2 separate regions of the Sus scrofa genome follow, and region 2 is linked to region 1. The links are chromatin contacts, called in public HiChIP or PLAC-seq maps. All regions are on one chromosome and are shown on one strand. The core of a region is the stretch at or near the end of the contact, and the rest is flanking DNA. Distances in the headings are between cores, read along the strand shown.

Region 1 (7,308 bases), core at 2,340-4,839:
CCAGGGGCTCAAGAAGGGGAGTGTAGGGGGTGACTGCTTCTTAGATACAGCGTTTCCTCTGGGGGCCAGGAGAATGTTCTGAAACTAAACAGTGGTGGTGACTGGCCCAATATTGTGATTGGGCCAAATGCCACTGAATTGTACACTTTCAAATGGTTCATGTTATGTGTCTTCTTCCACAATCTTTAAGGTTTTTGCTCTGTAGCTCGGTTTCCTCATCTATCACAGGCAGATAGAGCCATTGTCAGGGTTTTTAAAGGAAAAAAAAAAAAAAAACCCACTTAGAACTGTACATGGCACACAGTGAGTACTCAGTGAAGTGTTAGCTGCTAGGACTACCCCTATTTATGTGCTTGGTGCTTTATCCAGACCAGCACTGGCCAAGAGAACTTTCTGTGATGACGATAACATACTTACTACAATCTGTGCTGTCCGAAAGGCTAGCCATGGCCGTGTCTGACTACTGAGCATTTGAAATGTGGCCCATGTGACCAAGGAAGTGAATTTTCCACTTTATTTCGTTATAATTAAACAGCTATTTGGAGTGGGGATTTCAGTTCTACATCCTATCACCCCATCCTCAGACAACCCTCTAAGGAAGTATTATTATCCCCATTTTAAAGATAGAAAAAGGATAAAAAATATAAAGCCACAAAACTAAAGCCCAGGACCCAGTCCCAGAGCTGAAAGGGAAACAATTTCAGCCGCCTGCAAAGCCTGCACACTTTCCGCTGCCCTGGGCTGTCTTCCTCGGCAGAAGGGGTGGATCTGGACCCAGGCCCAAGACTCTCTTGCAGGGGGAGGGGGGGGGCTTCCAAACGAGAAGACGCCTGAAACACTAGGCAGAAAAGGCAACCGGCTGGGGAAGAGGAGGGCTGGCTACAAAGAGGAGGTACCTAACCAAGCCGGGGACCGACCTTCCTTCTCTGTCACTTCCTCGGTCTTTCCCAACACCCACCTCCCCCCAGGCTCCGCCAGCTACTTGCCTAGTCGATCCATGGCCTTCTCAGTCTCTCTCTCCTGACCAGAGTGGTCAGCCAGCACAAAGGCAGCCTGCGGGAAGAAGAAACAATTACCCGGGCCTTGGAGGCCTGCGGAGAGCCAGGATTTCAGCCCCACTTCCACCCTTCCATAGCGCACTTCGGGAGGCTGGGGTGGGGACTCTGCAACCCACGTTTCTGCTTTGCCGTGTCAGGCTGGGCCAAGCCCGAGGAAGAAGGGCCCGGCTCCTTCCTACTCCTGTAGGGACGGGCCGGCAGAATCGCCTGCCTTCCTAGCTGCCTGCATCCAGCACGCGCAGAGCCAGCCTCCTGCCCAGCCCTCTCCTGAGTGCTCGGAGTCACAGGTCCTCAGGACCCCGACGCCAAGCTCAGAGACCCCAGCACTAGCCAGGGCAGTGCCCCCTCTTCTGAGGCTGGAATTTCAGCGGGCTGCAAAGCCTCTCCCCTGTAATCATTCCAACCTCACCTCTTTTGTTCCCTGAGCCCCAGGGCTTGGTTTGGTTTCCTACAGCAGCAAGCTCCTCCTTACCTTTTCAGTTACAAACCGACTTTTATCTAGGGAACAGCTCTTTTTATCAAATGCTGTCTCCTGATGGATCCATGGGGACAAGAGAGCTTTTTTAGGCGATGAAGGGAAATCTTCCCTCATAGCCAACCATGTGCTTTTCTGCTCCCATCACTCAAAAGTTCCTGAAACCCCATCACCTGTAAGACCTCTTTCTAAGTGAAATACTCACAGCCTGCATGAGAAGACCTGATTACAAGCCCATTCATTCAGTGTGTACCCTGGACACAGCACTTCAGCTACCATGCCTGAGTTTGTCAGGACACGGGGGATGCCTGTTCTGACTTTGTGGGAGGCTTATACTGAGATAACACTCATGAAAACACCTAGCACACGGCAAGAATATAACATCTGTTGCTGTGTGTCTTTTTAGGGCCGCACTTGTGGCATGTGGACGTTCTCAGGCTGGAGGTCGAATCAGAGCTACAGCTGCTGGCCTACGCCACAGCCACAGCAATTCGGGATCTGAGCCACATCTGCGACCAAAACCACAGCTCATGGCAACGCCAGATTGCCGACCCACTGGGCGAGGCCAGGCATGGAACCTGCATCCTCATGGATGCTAATCGGATTTGTTTCCGCTGCACCACAACAGGAACTCCCATCTGTTGAATTTTAATTCACCTTCTTTGCTCCTAAAGCTACACTGCACTTGGCACCTGTCCCAATTAGCTCATCATCTGCCTGGATTTAATGAGTTAATTCCACCTCCTATGGTTAAGTGACAACTCCTGGTCACTACTGCTGGCCAGGAGTGGGACCTCTCACTTCTTCCACTGCAAGAGCCCCCTAACTGGCTTCACTCACCCATCTTGCCCAGCCTGACAGCGCTAATCAATACTCTGCTCCGAAGGCCTCCACTGTGGGACCACAAACTTCTCCATGGCCTCCAGCCCCATCAACCTACGGAGATAGTTCTCTCGCCCAGCTCTGGGACCAAAGCTCCCGGCCATTCGCCCTGCACTTCCTCACCTCCAGACCTTTGCCAGGAACAAGCATCCCCCCGACCCTAGAGAGGAAGCGCACAAACCTTCCTGCTCTGCCCTGACAAAACCAGTCTCATCCTACCTGCACCCCCAAAGTAATTTTCTTTCTAAACCCATCACTACATTTTTTATATCTTTCTTTGGTTAAGTACTTTCTGTGATGCCTAAACAAGCATTCTATTCCTCCATCCAATTAATATGCGTGTCTGTGGTGTCAGGCACTATGCTGGTCACCTGGTTAACCAGCACTAGAGGGTTCCTACCTCAACGAGCTCATGTCTAATAGGGATTATTGACTGTAAACGGGGCAGGACATGACTGTTAATGGTGGTCCGGCGCGCAAATGAAAACAAGTTTCTGGAAACCCTGCGTCAAACGCGGCCTTTTGCTTTCAGTAAAGGTTAGAGGAGAGAGCGCAGCAGACATCATCTGGTGCTCAGGGTTAGCTGAGCATCGCCACGAAGGGACATGGATCCGCCAGAGAAGATCGCTCTACTCGCTGCCTTCACCTGGCCCCAGCCCAGGCCCAGCTCTCGGTCAGCAGCATCACCGCCCATTTAGCAAGGACGCCGAGGCGCTCGTGGGCCGCCAGCTAGACCTCTCCGCCCGGCGCGCCCACCCACGACCACGAGGTACCCTGCTCCGCCGCCCCGCGACCCGGCCGTTTCCAGCTCGGGCGCGTGCCCAAACGGCGCTCCCCGTTCGCAGGGAGGCCCGAGGCGCTTCCCCGGCTCCGCGGCCCCCCACCCGGCCCGCCCCATGAGCCCCGCAACTTCCCGCCCCCGGCCGCAGGTGGTGACCGCGCCCAGGCCCCGCGCCGCGCTCACCCCCGGGGCGGGGGACGCCTCCCGCGCGCTCAGCTGCGGCCGGCCCCGCGGCGGCTCCGCGGCCCCCAACGCTTGGGCCCCAGCGGTGAGAGGGTCCATGCCCGGCGGCCAGCGGCTCTGAGCCCGAGACGCTCGCTGCTCAGCCACGTGACGCACCAGCCTGGCAGCCAGCCCAAGGATACGCCGCGGAGGGCCAATCAGCCGGGGGTGCTCCCGGACGGGGGGCGGGGCGCGGGGGTCACGAGGAAGCCGGGGGCGGGGCGGGGCGGGGCGGAGCAAGGGGGCGGGGCGAGCCCGACTGCAAAGGCCTCCTGCTCACGTACCCGCTCTGGAGTAGGATTTTGGAACGTCCTGACCAGGTGCGGACCCCAGGGCTGGATGACTAGTTGGGTCTGGAATGCCAAGTGTTATCCCTACGCAACCACACTGGATATGCTTCTGCTTCAAAACCTCGATTTCCTGTTAGGCGTCTACATGATGATGTATAAAACTCAGCTCTCAAAACTTCACACAGTTGAAGCTCCAACCGCATCTCACTCTTGTCTCTAAATAGGTTTCTCTGGAGCTTAGGCTGAAATTAGACTATAACTCACAAATGGATGAGACAACTCAGCAACCCAGTTATCCTCCACCTTGAGTTAGTGACTTCTCAAACCCGTTAGAAACCTAGGAATAGATGATCAAAACAAACTCCTACAACATGCAGACATCCTTATAGGCTGATACTTGGTCACAGTAACCCTAAACCTTCTGTACTGTGCTGGTATGGTCTCACCTGGGCTTCTCTCTTTTAATGCTCCAAGTCTGGCCCTCTACAACCTGAGGGCAGCAGAATTCTGACAGGCAGCGCCTGAGCAGGGGATACACCTTCCCTGCCTAAACTCCAATAACATATCTGCTCAAGGTGGGATAGTCATGTTAACCCTTAAGAAGCAGAAAAGCTGGAAGGTGGGACTCCTTGCTCACCAGGCCACCTTACCACAATCTGAGACATTAGAGGGCCTATTCCTTCATTTCCCTCAAGAATGTGCTGTTTATACACTATATAAAGCATTTGAACATTTTAGCCTAACAAATCATATGTCGACTTTCCCACAGGGGAGAGAATGTGACCAATTAATGTGTGTTCTGCTCCAACTCATGAGTTAGTTTCCCCAAATCTAACTGAATCTAGGTCAACAGTGTCCAACAGAACCATATGCCATGGTAGAAATAAAAGTTCTATTATCTGTGCTGTCTAGCATGGTAAATATGTGGCCAGAGTAAATGAAAATCTGAATTATCTAATTTCAATAAATTTAAGTTCCCACACGTGGGGAGAAGCTACCCCATCTAACAGTGCAGCTCTAGGTGAACTAGCTAGATGCACTTCCATAACCTGCAATGGTGAGAATCAGGTAGAGGGTTGTGTGACCGCAGGGTGACCCACCCTCACAAGCCTTGCTTTAAGGAGTCAACCACCCTGCTCTTCACTCTCATGTCTGAAATGTGACAAGTATCTCTTTCCTAAAATAAAAAAGCCCTTTAAGGATTTAAAATGTTGACCTTCCTAAGACTTACTGGAGAAGAGAAAGAGGAAATTTTTCTCATTTTAATATAAATGACATACAAACACCATAGAGAGTACAAAAGGTCCTAATGAAAATGCCCTAAAATGACTCTAATATTCATAGAAATATAATAAAGGTATTATAAATCAGTCAGAGAAAAATGGCCACAAATGGTATTGTGGAAAATTTAGTTCACTGCTTGGGGAAAAAAAAAAGAGTCGTCCTCATCAAGAGGTAGGGTTTTCAACAATAAAAATCAGACCCCACACATAGAAAACCTCTGGACCTCAAAAAAACACTAGAAGAAGAAAAAAAAAAGCTGGGGACACATCATTAGTAATAAAGAGACAAACTTAAGATTAGCATTCCTCATACATAAAAAATTCTTTATAAATTAGTTTAAAAAAATTCAAAAAATAGTCAAACATGAAAAGAGTACCAGAAAAAAACACAGTAACTACACTAATATCAAAGAAATACACAATAAAACAATGACCTACACCCCTTTACATCTATTAAAATGGGAAATATAAGAAATATAATATCAACAGCAGGTAAGGGTGTTGACTTTTCACACAGTGCTCCAAAGTATTTTCATACAAAGCAAAGTGACAGTACATATCCATGTTCTTTAAAATAGTTAAATCCTTTAATACAGTAATTCTATTTTCAGATGTTAGTCTTCTAAGGCAATAACCAGGGATATGAACAAAGATTGATAAGAATCTTCACCAACAGCATTTCTAAGAAAAATTAGAAATGACAAGATCCAACCATAAGAGATCAGTAAAATAAGTCATGGCTCATCTATACAATGGAATGTTATAAATTCACTAAAAATTTTTAAGGTTATTTAATGATATGGGGGAAAAAAACATAATATTAAGTGAAACACAACATTAAGTAATACTTCGCCCAATGACATCATGTTAAAGGAGATACAAGTCAAACAACTGCCTCCTCCGCGCCCAGAATGCTCTTCTCTGCTCCAAGCCATCCTCTATCCTCGCCTCTGAAAACCCTTCTCTTTCTAATCTACTCCCTACCCCTGACTTTTTTTTGTTGCCAGGCCTCCCCAATGTAAACACCTCTTCATATCAGTCCCAGAGACAGAATATACTTTTTTAATAATCTCTTAATGTTCGTTTTTCTTGTTTAACTGTCACACCTTCAGCATATAGACATTCCCAGGCAAGGGATTTCAGAGCTGCAGCTGCCAGCCTATACCACAGCAACACCAGATCCAAGTCGCATCTTCAGCAGCTTGCAGCAATGCCAGATCCTTAACCCCCTGAGCAAGACAAGGGATCAAACCTGCATCCTCATGGATACTAGTCAAGTTCTTAACCTGCTGAGCCACAATGGGAATCCCCAATCTCTTACTATACTTAAAGGACATCTTTCCCCCCAATACCCAGCATCCTTCTCTGCTGCTTCAACCAACTCAGGACATCCAGCTCTGTTCCTCCAACCCCTACTTCCTGCCCTCAAAGCTTCCCTTCTTTCCTGCCTATGAGGGGCATTCAATGAATGAATGAATGAATTAGTATAAATACAATTCTAATAAAAGAAATCAAATTCCTGAGTTTAAGTCCAGAAGATGAAATTAAAGGATGCTATTATTTTCTTCTCCACATGATTCTATTCCCTCCATATTTTCAATAACAAATGCATACCATGCATACCTTTACGATAAGGAGAGAACAAACAAAGAGAACTGTACTTTCATCTCCATTTTAAACGATCCCATGGGTCTAGATTAGAGGTACCCATGTTTGACCAGAGGTAATAAAAGCATATCAGTTATATGATTTCCATATATTCTGGAAAACATTTTGGACCTATGGTAGGTCTAGCCTCAACTATGGGCCTCTGGCCACTAAAGAGCAGTTCTCTTTTCTAGAATTAAAGAATCAACAAAACTAAAGCATGTCTCAAAATCAGACAGGTGTCTTATCTGCCACCCCAGCAAGCCACAAATGAATACATAACACGAATATTCCCAGAGGGCTCATAATACTATTTCACAAAGTTGGCTGTGTTCTTCCTCTTTTCACAAGTGGCCAGCCTGATGCATAGCATGTTTAGCCACAAACAGCTCTGCTGCCTCCCCCTGCAACATTTTCATGGCTCGCCAATAGATCTGTCCGCAATTCTCAGGTCTACCAAGGGGGTGGTCCAATTCTTCTTTGATGTAATCCATCCAAAGATCTTTAAAAGGAACCCAAAAACGTATGTTACTATAAACATACAATTAGATAACTGACAAGGTTTTACTAGATAAGCTTATTCAATATTAACTCAATGCAAGATTTCTAAGAAATTTAACCTCTTGCTATTTTCTGAGAATACTATGTGGAACAATACTTGAGTTTCTTT
Region 2 (7,308 bases), core at 1,892-4,391, 340 kb before region 1:
GCCAGAGCCACAGCAACATGGGATCCGAGCCGTGTCTGCAGCGCACACCACAGCTCACGGCAACGCTGGATCCTTAACCCACTGAGCAAGGGCAGGGATCGAACCCGCAACCTCATGGTTCCTAGTCGGATTCGTTAACCACTGCGCCACGACGGGAACTCCTCACACATTTTTTTTTTTTCTGCTTTCTTAAATCTTTCATTTAAGAGGCTAAAATTAGGATGGCTTTTTTTGAATTACAACATGGTTGGACTTCTCAAATTGCCTTTATTGGTCACAAGGAGCTCTCTCTTCATGACTTGCCTGCCCACATCCTTCACCTGGTTTCTCTGGATGTATTCATTTCCATTGACTTAACTCAAAATATTAACTTTCGGACACAACCTTACAAATATTTGGTCAGCTCGCCATTTATTTTTAACTTTGTGTATGAGAGCAAATTTAAAAGAGTTTTATGGCCAATCCATTCATGTTTTCCACTGTGGCTTCGGGCTTTGGTGTAATGCTCAGAAAGCTTTCCCACCCAAGGCTGGGACACCATTCTATTTTTATTTTTGTTTTATGTGTTTGGTTTCATGTTTAAAGCTTTGACCCATGGGATGAACTTTAACGTCTACCAGTGAGGCAGGGATCCAATTTTCCCTTTTTGTTCTCAGCCCCTGTGACCCTCCCTCCTGCCCAGTCCACCTCGCAGGAACCAGAAGCTCTTGACAGGGTTATGCTTAGGCCGCCCCCCAAGGGGGTTTGCTGGGAATCAGGACCTCCACCGAAGCCCAAACTGGCTCCTCTGCTCATATTCAGAAGGAGCTTTGGGAGTTCCCGTTGTGGCTCAGTGGGTTAAGGACCCGACGTTGTCTCTGTGAGGATATGGGTTCGATCCCTGGCGTCGCTCAGTGGGTTAAGAATCTGGTGCTGCTGCAAACTGCAGTGTAGGTCACAAATGCAGCTCTGACTTGAGCCCTAGCCTAGGAACTTCCATGTGCAGCATGTGCAGCCATAAAAAGAAAAAGAAAAAACAAAAAAACCAGAAGGAGCTTTGCCAAACCCGTCTCATCAGTACGGTTTTTAAAAATCTGCCCTGAGCTTCTCCCTAGAACTGGCCTGGGGGTGTGTAAGGCCTGGAGGTCCAGGTCCACCATTGCTTAATTTCATCCATTTGGAAGCAAGCCTTTCTGAAACCACTTGCAACCGTGGTACGTTTAAATTCTAAAAATACTTTCCCTGACAAACAGCGCTCCGATTCAGCTGTGCTGGTGAGGGTGTGGGTGGCTGGTGGCATCAGACTTGCATTGGTGACGTGATGGGGGAGGGTGTCTCCTAGCCTTACTTGATTCTTAACTATGGCCCCAGTATTTTCTTCTGTTCCAACACCGTCCTCCTTCCAAAGGAAAGACCACTCATCCCAAGCCTCAGAATTTCTGTGACAATAAAAAGATCCTTGGGTCATATCTTTGAGACACCCTAAATTCTGATTAACCCATTGAGTGAGGCCAGAGACTGAACCCGCATCCTCATGGATGATAGTCGGGTTCTTAACCCACTGAGCCACAACGGGAACTCCTATCCCCATTTTTTAAGCCAAGCAGAAGGGGTCAAGTTTGGTTTTTCAGCCCCGCAGGGGATGAACCAATTTTGTGTCTAACTGCCGTCTTCTTTCAGCATCTTTTCTTTCATTGACTGGAAATACTTTAATCTCGCCCATTCTCCTCCGAAGCAGCTATTCCAGCCTACTGGTTCCCTCACTGATGATTAAGTAAATTTTTAACACAGGGAACTGTGGGAAAACACAAATACATGCAGTTGCTTAAGGACGGGTGTTAGTTCACACGTACAGTTGCATCAGGACGATGCTAGTTCTCAGAAACAGCACAGTCTAAACTGGTGCTTCTTAACCCTGGCTTCACACCGGAATGGTGCAGGCTGCTCTCAAGCCATCCTGATGCCTGGTCCCTCATCCCAGAGATCCTAATTCACTTAGTTTAGGGAGGGGTCCACTCATCTATTTTTATTTTTTATTTATTTTATTTATTGCATTTTATTTTATTTTCATCTTTTGTCTTCTTAGGGCCACACCTGCAGCATATGGAGGTTCCCAGGCTAGGGGTCCAATTGGAGCTAAAGCCTCCCCAGCCTACAGCACAGCCGTTGGGATCCTACACCACAGCAACTTGCGATCCGAGCTGCATCTGTGACCTACATCACAGCTCCCGGCGATGCTGGATCCTCAACTCACTGAGTGAGGCCAGGGATCAAACCTGAAACCTCATGGATGCCAGTTGGATTCATTACCACTGAGCCGCGACAGGAACTCCCACTCATCTCTTTTTACGAGCTCCCAGAGTAATTCTAATGCACACCCAATATTGAAAACCAAGGACCTATGCCAGCCATTTTCAAGTTTTGTCGCATATTAGAATTTCCCTGGAGCTTTTAAGATTCTTAATGCCCAGCTGTCCCTCAGACCCGTTAACCCAGAACTTGTAGAGGCAAAGGACCCAGACATCTGCAATTTTTTTCTTTGTTTGGTTTTTTCTAGGGCTATACCCGCCGCATAAGGAGGTTCCACAGGCTAGGGATCTAATCAGAGGTGTGGCCGCCGGCCTACACCACAGCCACAGCAACGCCAGATCCTTAACCCACTGAGCGAGGCCAGGGATTGAACCCACAACCTCAGGGTTCCTAGTTGGATTTGTTAACCACTGAGCCACTACGGGAACTCCAACATCTGCACTTTTTAAAGCTCCTTGAGGGATTCCACTGAGCCACGACCCGTGCCGTGTCCCGGGCTCTGGTCAATTCACGTCAATACTTCCTTCCCTGAGAATGGACTGCGGAGGTGAACGTGGCCAACGCCTGACACAGCGCGTGTGTCCAAATAGCAGCTGGCCTGTTCACGCGGCCCTGGAAGTATCCTCTGGGGAGGAGTGGTTTGGGACCACAGGGCCCGGGCCCCGGGTGTCCGTGCCCCATAGCACCTGGCTGCCTGGGTGCTCAGGCCCAGGCAGGGAGCATTCCTGTTGGCCACTGAGCCGTGACTGCCTCCCCAGAGAGTGGCCTGCGAGGGTCCACGGGGGCTCCATGGATCAGAGCCCAAGAGGAATCTCACTGGGAGCGTTCCTCGTCTGCCGCCCAGTTTTGAAAACTTCCGAGAGCTCGGGCTGCCCTATAGACGTTGCAAGAGTGGAGAGCAGATCACACGGACTCCCTGACGACCGAGCAAGCGTACTTCTCCATTTGTTTCTCTTCCTCTCTGTGTGTCTCTGTTTTTTGCTTTTTTTTTTTTTTTTTGTCGTTTTGAGGGTTTTTTTTTGGGGGGGGGACTGTTTGTAAGTTAGTTGCAGACATTATGACACTTCACATAACCACAGCACTGGTATCACCTGTCGGAAGTGTGACAGCGATGCAATATATTATCTAATATAAACTCCACATTCAGAGTTCCTGTTGTGGCTCAGCGGTAACGAACCCAACTAGTATCCATGAGGTTGCGGGCAGGTCTCGGGAGGCTAAGGATCCGGTGTTGCCATGAGCTGTGGTGTAGGTCACAGATGCGGCTCGAATCCCATGTTGGCCACAGCTCTGGTGTAGGGCAGCAGCTGCAGCTTTGATTCAGCCCCTAGCCTGGGAACTTTTATATGCCGAGGGTTCAGCCCTTTAAAAAATAAGATGGAGTTCCTGTCGTAGCTCAATGGTTAACGAATCCGACTAGGAACCATGAGGTTGCGGGTTCCATCCCTGGCCTTGCTCAGTGGGTTAAGGATCCAGTGTTGCCATGAGCTGTGGTGTAGGTCACAGACGTGGCTCGGATCTGATGTTGCTGTGGCTGTGGTGTAGGCCAGTGGCTACAGCTCCGATTAGACCCCTAGCCTGGGAATCTCCATATGCCACGAGTGTGGCCCTTAAAAATAAAATAAAATAATAAAAATAAAATAAGATAAATTCCATATCAAGTTGTCCTAATCTTATTATAACTTTTCTAAAAGATTTTAAATTATTGATTTACGATGTTGATTTACAATGTTGTGCAAATTTCTTCTATATAGCAGACTCAGTTATATGTATGTATATATATATATTCTTTTTTATATTATTTTCCATAGTGGTCTATTATTATTCCAGTAGAGTGAATACCGTTCCCTGTGCTCTACAGTAAGGCCTTATTTATCCATCCTAAATATAATAGTTTGCAATCTACTAACCCCAAATTCCCAGTCCATCCCTCTTCCTCTCCTCTCCTCCTGGGCAACCACAGTTCTGCTCTCTATGTCTGTGAGTTTGTTTCTCCTCTGTGGATAGCTTCATTTGTGTCATATTTTAGATTCTATGTGTAAATGATATCATGTGGTATTTGTCTTTGTCTTTCTGACTTACCTCATTTAGTATGAGAATCTCTAGTTCCATCCATGTTGCTGCAAATGGCATTATTTTGTCCTTTTTTATGGCTAAGTAGTATTCCATTGTATATACGTGCCACATCTTCTTAATCCGTTCATCTGTTGATGGACATTTAGGTTGTTTCCGTGTCTTGGCTATTGTAAATAGTGCTGCTGTGAACATAGGGGTGCCTGTATCCTTTTGAATTATAGTTTTGTCCAGATATATTCCCAAGAGTGTGATTGCTGGGTCATATGGTAGTCCTATTTTTAGTTTTCTGAGAACCTCCATACTGCCTTCCATAGTGACTGCATCAACTTACATTCGCACCAATAGTGTAAGAGTGTTCCCTTTTCTCCATACTCACTCTATCATTTGTTATTTGAAGACTCTTTAATGATGGCCACTCTGACTGGTGTGAGGTGGTACCTCATTGCAGTTTTGATTTGCATTTCTCCATGAGTGGTGATGCTGAGCATCTCTTCATGTGCCTACTGGCCGTCTGTATGTCTTCTTTGGAGAAATGTCTATGTTAGGTCTTATGCCTATTTTTCAATTGGGTTGTTTTTTTGTTATTGAATTGTATGAGTTGTTTGTATATTTTGGAAATTAAGCCTCGTTGGTTACATCATTTCCAAATATTTACTCCCATTCTGTAGGTTGCCTTTTGAGTTTGTTGTTGCTGTTGTCTTTTTTTTTTTTTTTTTATGGTTTCCTTTGCTATGCAAAAACTTGTAAGTTTGATTAGGTCCCATTTGTTTATTTTTGTTTTATTTTGATTGCCTTGGGAGACTGACCTAAGAAAACATTTGCATAATTTATGTCAAAGAGTATTTTGCCTGTGTTCTCTTCAGGAGTTTTATGGTGTCATGTCTTATGTTTAGGTGTTCCAGCCATGTTGAGTTTAATTTTTGTGCATGGGGTGAGGCTGTGTTCTAATTTCATTGATTTACATGCAGCTGTCCAACTTTCCCAGCACCACTTGCAGGAGAGACAGTCTTTTCCCCATGTTTATTTCTCTCCTTCCTTCCATTGCCAACTGGTCCACAAGGCCCAAGGTGCCCACTTCTCTCCACCCCCACGTTCCACCCCCATGGTAGCTTCACCCCCACCTGGTCACCTGCCCTCTCTCCTGCCTTTCTCCCTGCAGCAGCCAGAGTGTCCTTTTTTTTTTTTTAATACCCATTATTTAATTTATTTATTTATATAATGATTTTTCTTTTTTTCCATTCAGAGCGTCCTTCTAAACTCTTGAATCAGGTCCTGGAACTCCCTCACTTAAGATGTCCCAACCACTCCCAGTCATCTTAGGGTAAAATCCTAAACCCTGGAGTTCTGCTGTGGCTCAGTGGGTTAAGAACCCAACCAGTATCCATGAGGATGCGAGTTTGACCCCTGGCCTCGCTCAGCAGGTTAAGGATCCACATAGGCAGCAGATGTGGCGTTGCTGTGGCGTTGCTGTGGCTGTGGTGTAGGCTGGCAGCTGCAGCTCCAATTCGACCCCTAGTATGGGAAGGAACTTCCATATGCTGCAGGTGCAGCCATAAGAAGCTAAATAAATCCTAAACCCTAACTTCTCACTGGGACCTACCAGCTTTCCCTTTTGTCTGAACCTGGGACCTGGTTCCCCCCACCCCACCCCATCTTCCCCAAGATCCTCGCGGCGCCAGCCACTGGCCTTTTTTTTCTGTTCCTCAACCCCCTGCTGCAAGCTAGTTTCTTACCTTCACCTTGCTCCCTTATACCTAGAACCCTCGTCCTCAAATCTTTGAACAGTGGTCTTTGCATCCTTCAGTTTCAGCACCAGCATCACCTCCTCAGAGGAGTCTTCCCTGCACTGTCATCTCAAGGAACCCCTTCTGCATCCCGACCCTGTCACTCACACCCCCGTTTCCTCCAGAGCCTGAATCACTGTTTGCCTCAGTCGTAATTGTCCGTGTGTCTCGTCTGTCTCCTCCACAAGGGCGGAAGGCCTTGCCTGCCTCTTTCGCTCCTGTGCCCGCCAAGCCATGCATACCTCCTGGATGCTTGACTCTCAGCTGTGGAAGCTCAACTTTGCCAGGGAGGGGCGGACCGGACTCCTCCCACCCGGCAGGCTCAGGGGCGCCCCCTCCAGGTCAAAGGCTGCAAAACCACACTCAGCGCTGGCGGACAGGAGCGGGCACAGGAAGGCACTGCAAGGGGCTGTTTGCTCCGACTCTGCACCTGGGCTCTGAAATGTTCATGTGTGTATGACTCTCTCGGGGGCTTAGCATACTGCAGACTCTGATCTAGTGGGTCTGGGGTGCATCTCCTCTAAGTTCCCGGTGGTGGTGACACTACTGGTCGGGGATGGGGTGACACCAACAGCGCTTTTGCTAACTTGTGGGTCTGCGCCCCCACCCCCGTCTTCCCTTCAGTGCCATGGGGAGATGTGGGAAGAGCCTGGGGTCTGTCTACCCCCTCCGCCCGCCCCCGTTGCTTCTTTCCCTCCCACCCTCTGCCAGGAAGTGTTGTTTCTAGCAATTGTTGTCACCTCCATATGCTGTCACCTCCGCATGTGATGAGGCCCCATGGTTTCTGTCTCCACATGTCTGCTACTGTGACAGACAAGTCATTCTGTCCCAGGGTTTGTGCTGAGTGCCTTCTCTGTCACTGCTGTTTCCTCTGCGCCTCTTTCCTTAAGCAGACTCCTGGGGCGTGGGGGGTTGTGTCCGGGGGAAGTCAGGCCTGGCTCTCTGTCCCAGTGCCGGACAGGACAGCTGACCAGGCTGGAAATTGGGAGACCGAGGGGTTCCCGAGCTTTGGTTCGGGCTGTCGGCACACGGGACAGACCTGACCAACCCCGAAGGCAATGAGTTACACTTGGGTTGAGCATGGGCTTTGGGGTCTGAGGGGCCTGGATTTGAATTCCAACCCTGTCACCCACTCCTGGGCCACCCTGAGCAAGTTCCT

What was found. HiChIP or PLAC-seq counts read pairs in DNA pulled down with a chosen protein or histone mark.
Region 2: a contact with region 1 is called in an H3K27ac HiChIP or PLAC-seq map of alveolar macrophages. The contact joins the enhancer-like site here to the promoter of COPRS in region 1. A contact is called at or near these places in 1 of 5 promoter capture datasets (liver), 11 of 47 Hi-C or Micro-C datasets (alveolar macrophages, blood, embryonic fibroblasts and 6 more) and 1 of 2 datasets of contacts at active chromatin or transcription factors (alveolar macrophages).

Annotation. Positions count from the first base shown.
Region 1 is chr12:43,087,462-43,094,769 of Sscrofa11.1, reverse strand. COPRS (coordinator of PRMT5 and differentiation stimulator) reads right to left here and starts at 3,589. Exons shown (of 4, transcript XM_003131747.4): 1 at 3,380-3,589; 2 at 987-1,053. The coding sequence starts at 3,478. UTP6 (U3 small nucleolar RNA-associated protein 6 homolog) reads right to left here. Exons shown (of 19, transcript XM_003131746.4): 19 at 5,291-7,140. The coding sequence ends at 6,983.
Region 2 is chr12:43,427,719-43,435,026 of Sscrofa11.1, reverse strand. The region is part of intron 3 of RAB11FIP4 (rab11 family-interacting protein 4); the gene reads left to right. Among named protein-coding and RNA genes, the nearest start is that of RAB11FIP4, 43 kb to the left of the region's middle. Within about 2 kb of position 3,141, at least 11 of the 83 cell types and tissues checked have an H3K27ac peak or open chromatin away from gene starts, as enhancers often do. A contact at or near this core is called in alveolar macrophages and liver, where this site is marked.